Regions from separate parts of the Mus musculus genome. Here region 1 is linked to region 2. A link is a contact called in public Hi-C data. All regions are on one chromosome and are shown on one strand. The core of a region is the stretch at or near the end of the contact, and the rest is flanking DNA. Distances in the headings are between cores, read along the strand shown.

Region 1 (3,121 bases), core at 340-2,839, 68 kb after region 2:
TGTTTCTGGTCTTTCTTTTGCCAAAGCATCAAAGCAGTGTGACTTAATGAACTGCTTGATTGACTGTTTAAGACACCGGGGAGGTCTCGTAAGAGCCTGGGGAATGCCGTCATCTTAATTTACTTTTTTTCCTGAGCTTAGAGTCACCATGAGTGAGTTTAGGATTAGGGAAGGCTCTCTGGTTGGAATAACTTGTGTTATACTGTGCTTCAGTTTGTAAGGATTTGGTGAATAAAGGAGACATTTGGTCAACCAGATTTAGCCAGGGCGTGGCTCTTTGACCAAACACTAATCTTCCCAACCCTTGCGTGTCCGTGGTTGAGGCTGTAAGGAATGTTTCTCCGTGCACATACAGATCCGCTCAGATTTCTGGTGTCAAGCACAATGGTGTATGCTGACCTAGCAAAATATTCTCAAGACATTCCCATCCACAAACTCTTTGCCCGGGGAGGCAGGTTGTTTATTAGCTTGGTTTTCTTTTGACAAGCTAAGCTCCTATCTGAGTGAGAGGTAAAGACAAAGGTAGAAACCAAGGGAAACTGAGGCCAGTTTCCCTCAACAAATGTAGACCCCCAACCAGTGGGAATCACAGCCATCGTAAGCATCTATAAGACCTTGGATCTTTGTAACCGAAGACAGAACCTTGATGCCCCCCTCGTTCTACCTGCATAGATGAAAGACAGATTTTTTTTTTATTGAACAGCCCAGTAATCTCTTCAGAAGTTATTTCATCTGAATGTACTAAAGGCCAAATAATTATGTTATGCATGTAAATTGTAAGCATAAGGCCACAGCACAAAGACAAGTTAATCTCTAAGTCAATCATATTCCCTAGACTTAGTCATTAGGAAAAGTACCAAGTCTACCCTGAGCATATTCTCAGACAAACATTAGCCAGTAGTTCACAATGGTGATCAAGGTGTGTTTTCTTGGATTTAGTTACTTCTTCTGAACCAGCTATTCATCTTGCTTTACATTAAAATGTAGGATAAACATATTTTTTTATCATAAAATAAGCAAGCCAGGGGGCATTTTGGGAAACCATGTTTGTTGTATCGTCATGATTTAATTACCTCAGTGAGCAATTTGCTTCCTAATGAAGACAGTCTTGTTGAAAGAACTTGTTGGACTTAATCTCTTCAAACATTTCTTTATTCATCATGCACCCCAATGATCTGATAAAAGGTCTAGTTTGGGGATTTGACAACAAACCTGCTAAGATTCCATTAATTTAAAAATAAAAAAGCACTGACCTATCCAAGTAAACTTCGCTCACTATAAATGCCCTACACAGAAGTACCAAAAACACCAGCAGATTTGCTAAATTTTTCTAATGTTTACTTCTATGTATTTTTACCATATGAGGAGACATTACCAAAGTCTGTTGACCCTGCATTGATTTGGCTAGCCGTCATGGCTATATAAACAAGAGGACATCAGCATAAAAGGTGGTCTTTCCTTGATATTCTACCCATTTTTCAGAAAGGATGAGAACATATTTTGCTGAAGCTACTTTGATCCCATCAGTGCTGCCTGAAGTGACTCACTGGGTAACCATGGAAACGGAATCAAGCAGTGAGAAGGGATGTGTCTGTGTGGACTGTTTTGATGCCCTGGCCTCTGTGGAGATAATCTATTAGGGATTCCTAATCTGTCCCCATGCTTTCAGGTTTCCTCTCCTTTCACACTTTTGTGACTCTCTGTAAAAGCCACAGCAAGTTTAAAAGAAGGCAACTGAACACTGTACCCTCAGGACTTGATGTTCTTTCCAGAAATGTGTCTCATATTTAAAGATGTGTGCTCGAATGTCCTAAAAACGGACTCTCCTCCCAGATCCATTTCTCTCCCGTCTATTTCTGCAGTCCTGGTCCAGGGCCAGGCTCTCATACTATATTTATGTCACTCTATTTTTTCCTGTGTCTCTTTTCATAAGGTTTTAATATATTAATACTTACAAAGAGAAGTATTTAAAAAAAAGCAAGAAAATAAGCATCTATCTCATTATACATTAAAGTTCCATCAAATGTGTGTATGTGCACCTCTGTGTGTGTGTGTGTGTGTGTGTGTGCATGTGTGTGTGTGTCTCTGTGTGTGTGTGTCTGTCTGTGTGTGCATGTGTGTGTGTGTGCATGTGTGTGTGTATGTACATGTGTGTGTGTGTGCATGTCTGTGTGTATGTGCATGCGTGTGTGCATGTGTATGTGCATGTGTGTGTGTTTATGACACCTTAAGTATGGTTTTCAAAGCTGCATGTACTACTCTAATGCAACCTGACAAAGTTCCTATCAAGCAAACTCTATAGATTATATATCTATGGAACATGAAGCTTCTAAAAGGGGGCCCTTAAATTTAAAGTCAAGTTATAATACTCTATTCCTTCTGTAGTAAATATATAAGACATATAGTAACAAAAATCTAAATAAAATATGGCCTCTGCCCCTGAGAAGCCATGTACACCATGAAGTAAGGCCAGATGAGGTGATACAAGCCAAGGCTGCCTCATAGTGAAAACACATTTATTTAACTCATCATGTTAAAATGAAGTCAATCTCTGCCTCCAGGCAAGGAGCTATTACATTGTATGGGAAGGAAGGCATTCGGGACTACTTCACAATGTGCTTCTAATAATGTGTATTTTTTTTAATCATTGATTGAAAATATCTTTTTTAATTGAATATTTTCTTTATTTCCATTTTATATGTTTTCCCCTTTCCTAGTTTCCCCTCTGGAAACTTCCTATCTCACTCCCTCTCCCCCTGCTTCTATGAGGGTGCTCCCCCACCCATCCATTCCCGCCTCCCCGCCTTCGCATTCTCCTACACCAGGGCATTGAGCCTTCACTTTTAAGAACCATTAGGAAGAATCTCAATGAGGGAAAAACTCACAAGAACCCAAGCCAATCATATCAGTTGGTCAACCAGTCATGTGCTCCTCAACAGGGACTTACTGGAGCTAAGATGACTCCCTTAAGATCCAGGGCAATGTTTAGCATATGGTGGGCACCCAGCCCTGGTGTGCTGTTCAGATGCTGATGAAGGTTAAACTGTGATCTTCAAAAGGCAGGAAACATCCTGAAGACCCCAATGTGAAGGAAATAAAGGGTAGCGTCCTGAAAACTTGC
Region 2 (3,147 bases), core at 458-2,957:
ACCCTGTACCCATACTTGATACCGCTTAGGAAAAGAACCCAACAGTAACAACAAGAAGCTTAGGGAGCCCACAGTGGATGCTGAAGTGATGACTTCTTGTGGCTTGCCAATGCGCCACCCCACCTTATTCTGTCATTTTCTGTGCTGAAGTTAATCAGGCAAAGAGGATCAGGTCACAGCAACCCCATCTGTGTTTGTGCTCACTGTGTAGTCTGGTGAAGGTTTAGTGTACTCTGAAACAAGTGCACATAATCTGTCAGCTACATAAGTGTGTGGAAAATTCCATAGTTTATGCTGTGAGAGTAAAAAAAAACCTTTTGAAAGGACTTGTCTCTTACTAGCCAGATCTGGATTTTTTTTCCCCTTTGTTATTGTTCTTAAGGATTTACATGATTTTATTTGATGTGTATGGATATTTTCCCTGCACCTAGCACTTACAGGACATTGTGTGGTACCTGTGGAGTCCAGAGAGGCTATCAGATCCCCTTGGAATTTGGGAGTTGCAGAAGGTTGTGGACTACCACATGGACGCAGGAACTTAGGTAGCCACGGTTCTCAGCTAGAGCATCAGTTGCTCTTAGCCACTGATCCAGCTCTCTGACTCCCTTGACTTCTTTGAAAGAGGCCAGGCTGGCTTCCAACCCCTAATCCTCCTGCCTCTGCTTCCTGAGTACTGAGATTGCAAACATTTGCTACCACATCCAGATAGACTGCCAGATCTATATAAACAACATAGTGGTCAAGATGAAAATGTTAGAACCAATCGGTTGTTCCAACAGCGCAGATAGTCTTGTGTTTTGTGTGCTTGTCTGCTAGGTTAGACAATTTTAGGTAAGGGGAGGTCATGTGAGTACCTAAGGTTAAAAACAAAAAAAAAAAAAGATCAATGTTTGGTCAGAACAAAAGTGGCAAGCAAAACTGGACTCCGGCTTTAGAATGGCAGCTGGGACATTGAAGGCATTCAGGAAACAGGTTGGTCCATGTACTGGCTAGTTTCGTGTCAACTTGACAAAGCTCCTTTATTACAGAGAAAGGAGCTTCAGTTGAGGAAATGCCTCCATGAGATCCAACTGTAAGGTATTTTCTCAATTAGTGATCAAGGGGGAAAGGTCCCTTGTGGCTGGGACCATCTCTGGGCTGGTAGTCTTGGTTCTATAAGAGAGCAGGCTGAGCAAGCCAGGTGAGGCAAGCCAGTAAGGAACATCCCTCCATGGCCTCTGCATCAGCTCCTGCTTCCTGACCTGCTTGAGTTCCAGTCCTGACTTCCTTTGGTGATGAACAGCAGTGTGGAAGTATAAGCTGAATAAACCCTTTCCTCCCCAACTTGCTTCTTGGTCATGATGTTTGTGCAGGAATAGAAACCCTGACTGAGACAGTCCATTAAATCTTCAGTCAGCATAGCAAATGAATAGATGGCCCACAGTAATCAGATCTTCTGTCCACATTGTCCTGATGCTGACATGTGATTTTTTTAAAAGGCCATTTTTACTCAGAGATAAAAAAGCAAATAAGGAGACGTTTCTTATTTTTTATTTTATTTTTTGAAATTACAAAACAGACGAGAAGGAAAAAACTGAAAATTTTAGGAAATGCTATTATTATTTTTTAAAGCAAAATATAGTCTTCCTGAAGAAAAGCACTCACTGAGCTCCAACAGTTTCATAACACAGGACTACTGCCAGGACCTGGGGAAAGCTTAAATGTATCTTGGAGTGTCATGAATAATTCAGACAAGGAAATGCGATTTCTGTTCCTTCTAAAGTATCTGGCTCTATTCACACCCATTGAGAAAACAAGATCAACGAGAACGAATTCACATTTGCCTTCTATTTAAAATAGCGTAAGGAAGATCATTTAAACACCACAAATTCTAAGCTTTTTCTCCTTATGCTTCAGAGTATAATTAGAGAGCTTAAGCTAGGAAATAGTGTCAATTTAGGGAGATCTTTTAAAGTTGAAAACCCGTAGAAGCTGGAAGACCTTAGATAAGTAATCAAAATAACAGCTTCCAAATGGATTCAAGAAAACGAAAGCTCAGATACTTAGCATTCGGTAAGCTAGAAAAACATTTCTGTTTCAGGTTTATTTTATTTTATAATTATATGTACGTATGCCTGTGGGTCGGTTTATGTTCCCGTGCCAGTGCCTGCAGAGTTCTGAAGTGTCTGATCAGTCTGTGGATGGTGTTCCAGGTGGTTGTCAGCGGCGGGGCATTGGTGCTGGGTTTCAAACCTGGGTCATCTGCAAAAGCAGAAAATGCCGTTAACCCAGAGGCAGGGCTCCAGGCAAGCTGCAGAAAATATTAGTCCAAAAATGATCCAAACCAATCAACCTAAGGATGCTGTAAAGTAAGCACTTGCCCCATGCTAGCTACTATCCTAAGATCTTTATGTGTGTTAACTCTCACAGAAGGGCTGGAAATCATGAACACACCAAGAATAGGCACTTTTCAGGCCATGTGACTCAGCAGTGCTCAGCAGGACTTTCGTGATCGGTCAGCTGAAGAAAGACTTAACACAGTCATCTACCTAGTTGTTCCTTACACTTTGCCCATTGCATCTTTATGCCATTTAAATAAAGCTATTCTATGTATGTCTAGTCATCCCATGTGAATGTAAATTCCATGAGAAAACAACAGTGCTTTGGCTGTTTACTGCATCATGGCCTTGGCCAGAAGTAAGTGGTGGCTGGAAAGTAGACTGAATGGGTTGTAGACAGATAGGTTCCTGTCTGTCAATATAACCTGTGTGAAAGAATAGAGGTTAAATTGAAGTAGGGAGAACCGATTGCTTTTGACTTTCATCATGAGAAAATTCATATGGCCCATATGTCTTCAGATGCTCTTTTTGTTAAGAGATTTTTGTGCATGGGGTTCGTGCCCTTTTTAGGTAAAACACTAAGCTAATGTCTCAGGAATCCTTTGAAGTCTTCAAGGTATCTTGAACAAAGGAAGCCCTGACACAATAGAAAATAACTTGGCTCATTTAGCACACTATCAACTTCCCCACAATTTAATCTTGAAAACAACCAGCCTTGTGGTAGTGACATCTGAGAATTAAAAAAAAATAAAAAATAAAAACAGCAAAGAGTAGAGTCGTCTGATTTACTAAAGAAACAAGAGTCATCCCTTTTCACTATACCTGTTTA

What was found. Hi-C and Micro-C count contacts between places; a contact is called where the count stands out from the background.
Region 1: a contact with region 2 is called in a Hi-C map of cortical neurons, with 1.5 times the contacts expected there. The contact joins two enhancer-like sites. A contact is called at or near these places in 6 of 484 Hi-C or Micro-C datasets (cerebral cortex, cortical neurons, forebrain and 2 more) and 3 of 9 other capture datasets (adipose tissue, liver and pancreatic islet).

The regions. Positions count from the first base shown.
Region 1 is chr8:45,702,187-45,705,307 of GRCm38.p6, forward strand. The region is part of intron 2 of Sorbs2 (sorbin and SH3 domain containing 2); the gene reads left to right. Among named protein-coding and RNA genes, the nearest start is that of Gm30635, 25 kb to the left of the region's middle. Within about 2 kb of position 1,590, at least 6 of the 459 cell types and tissues checked have an H3K27ac peak or open chromatin away from gene starts, as enhancers often do. A contact at or near this core is called in cortical neurons, where this site is marked.
Region 2 is chr8:45,633,639-45,636,785 of GRCm38.p6, forward strand. All of the region lies in intron 1 of Sorbs2 (sorbin and SH3 domain containing 2), which reads left to right. Gm51529 (a long non-coding RNA gene) reads right to left here. Exons shown (of 3, transcript XR_003947382.1): 3 at 1,378-2,241. Among named protein-coding and RNA genes, the nearest start is that of Gm51529, 6.5 kb to the right of the region's middle. Within about 2 kb of position 1,708, at least 14 of the 459 cell types and tissues checked have an H3K27ac peak or open chromatin away from gene starts, as enhancers often do. A contact at or near this core is called in cortical neurons, where this site is marked.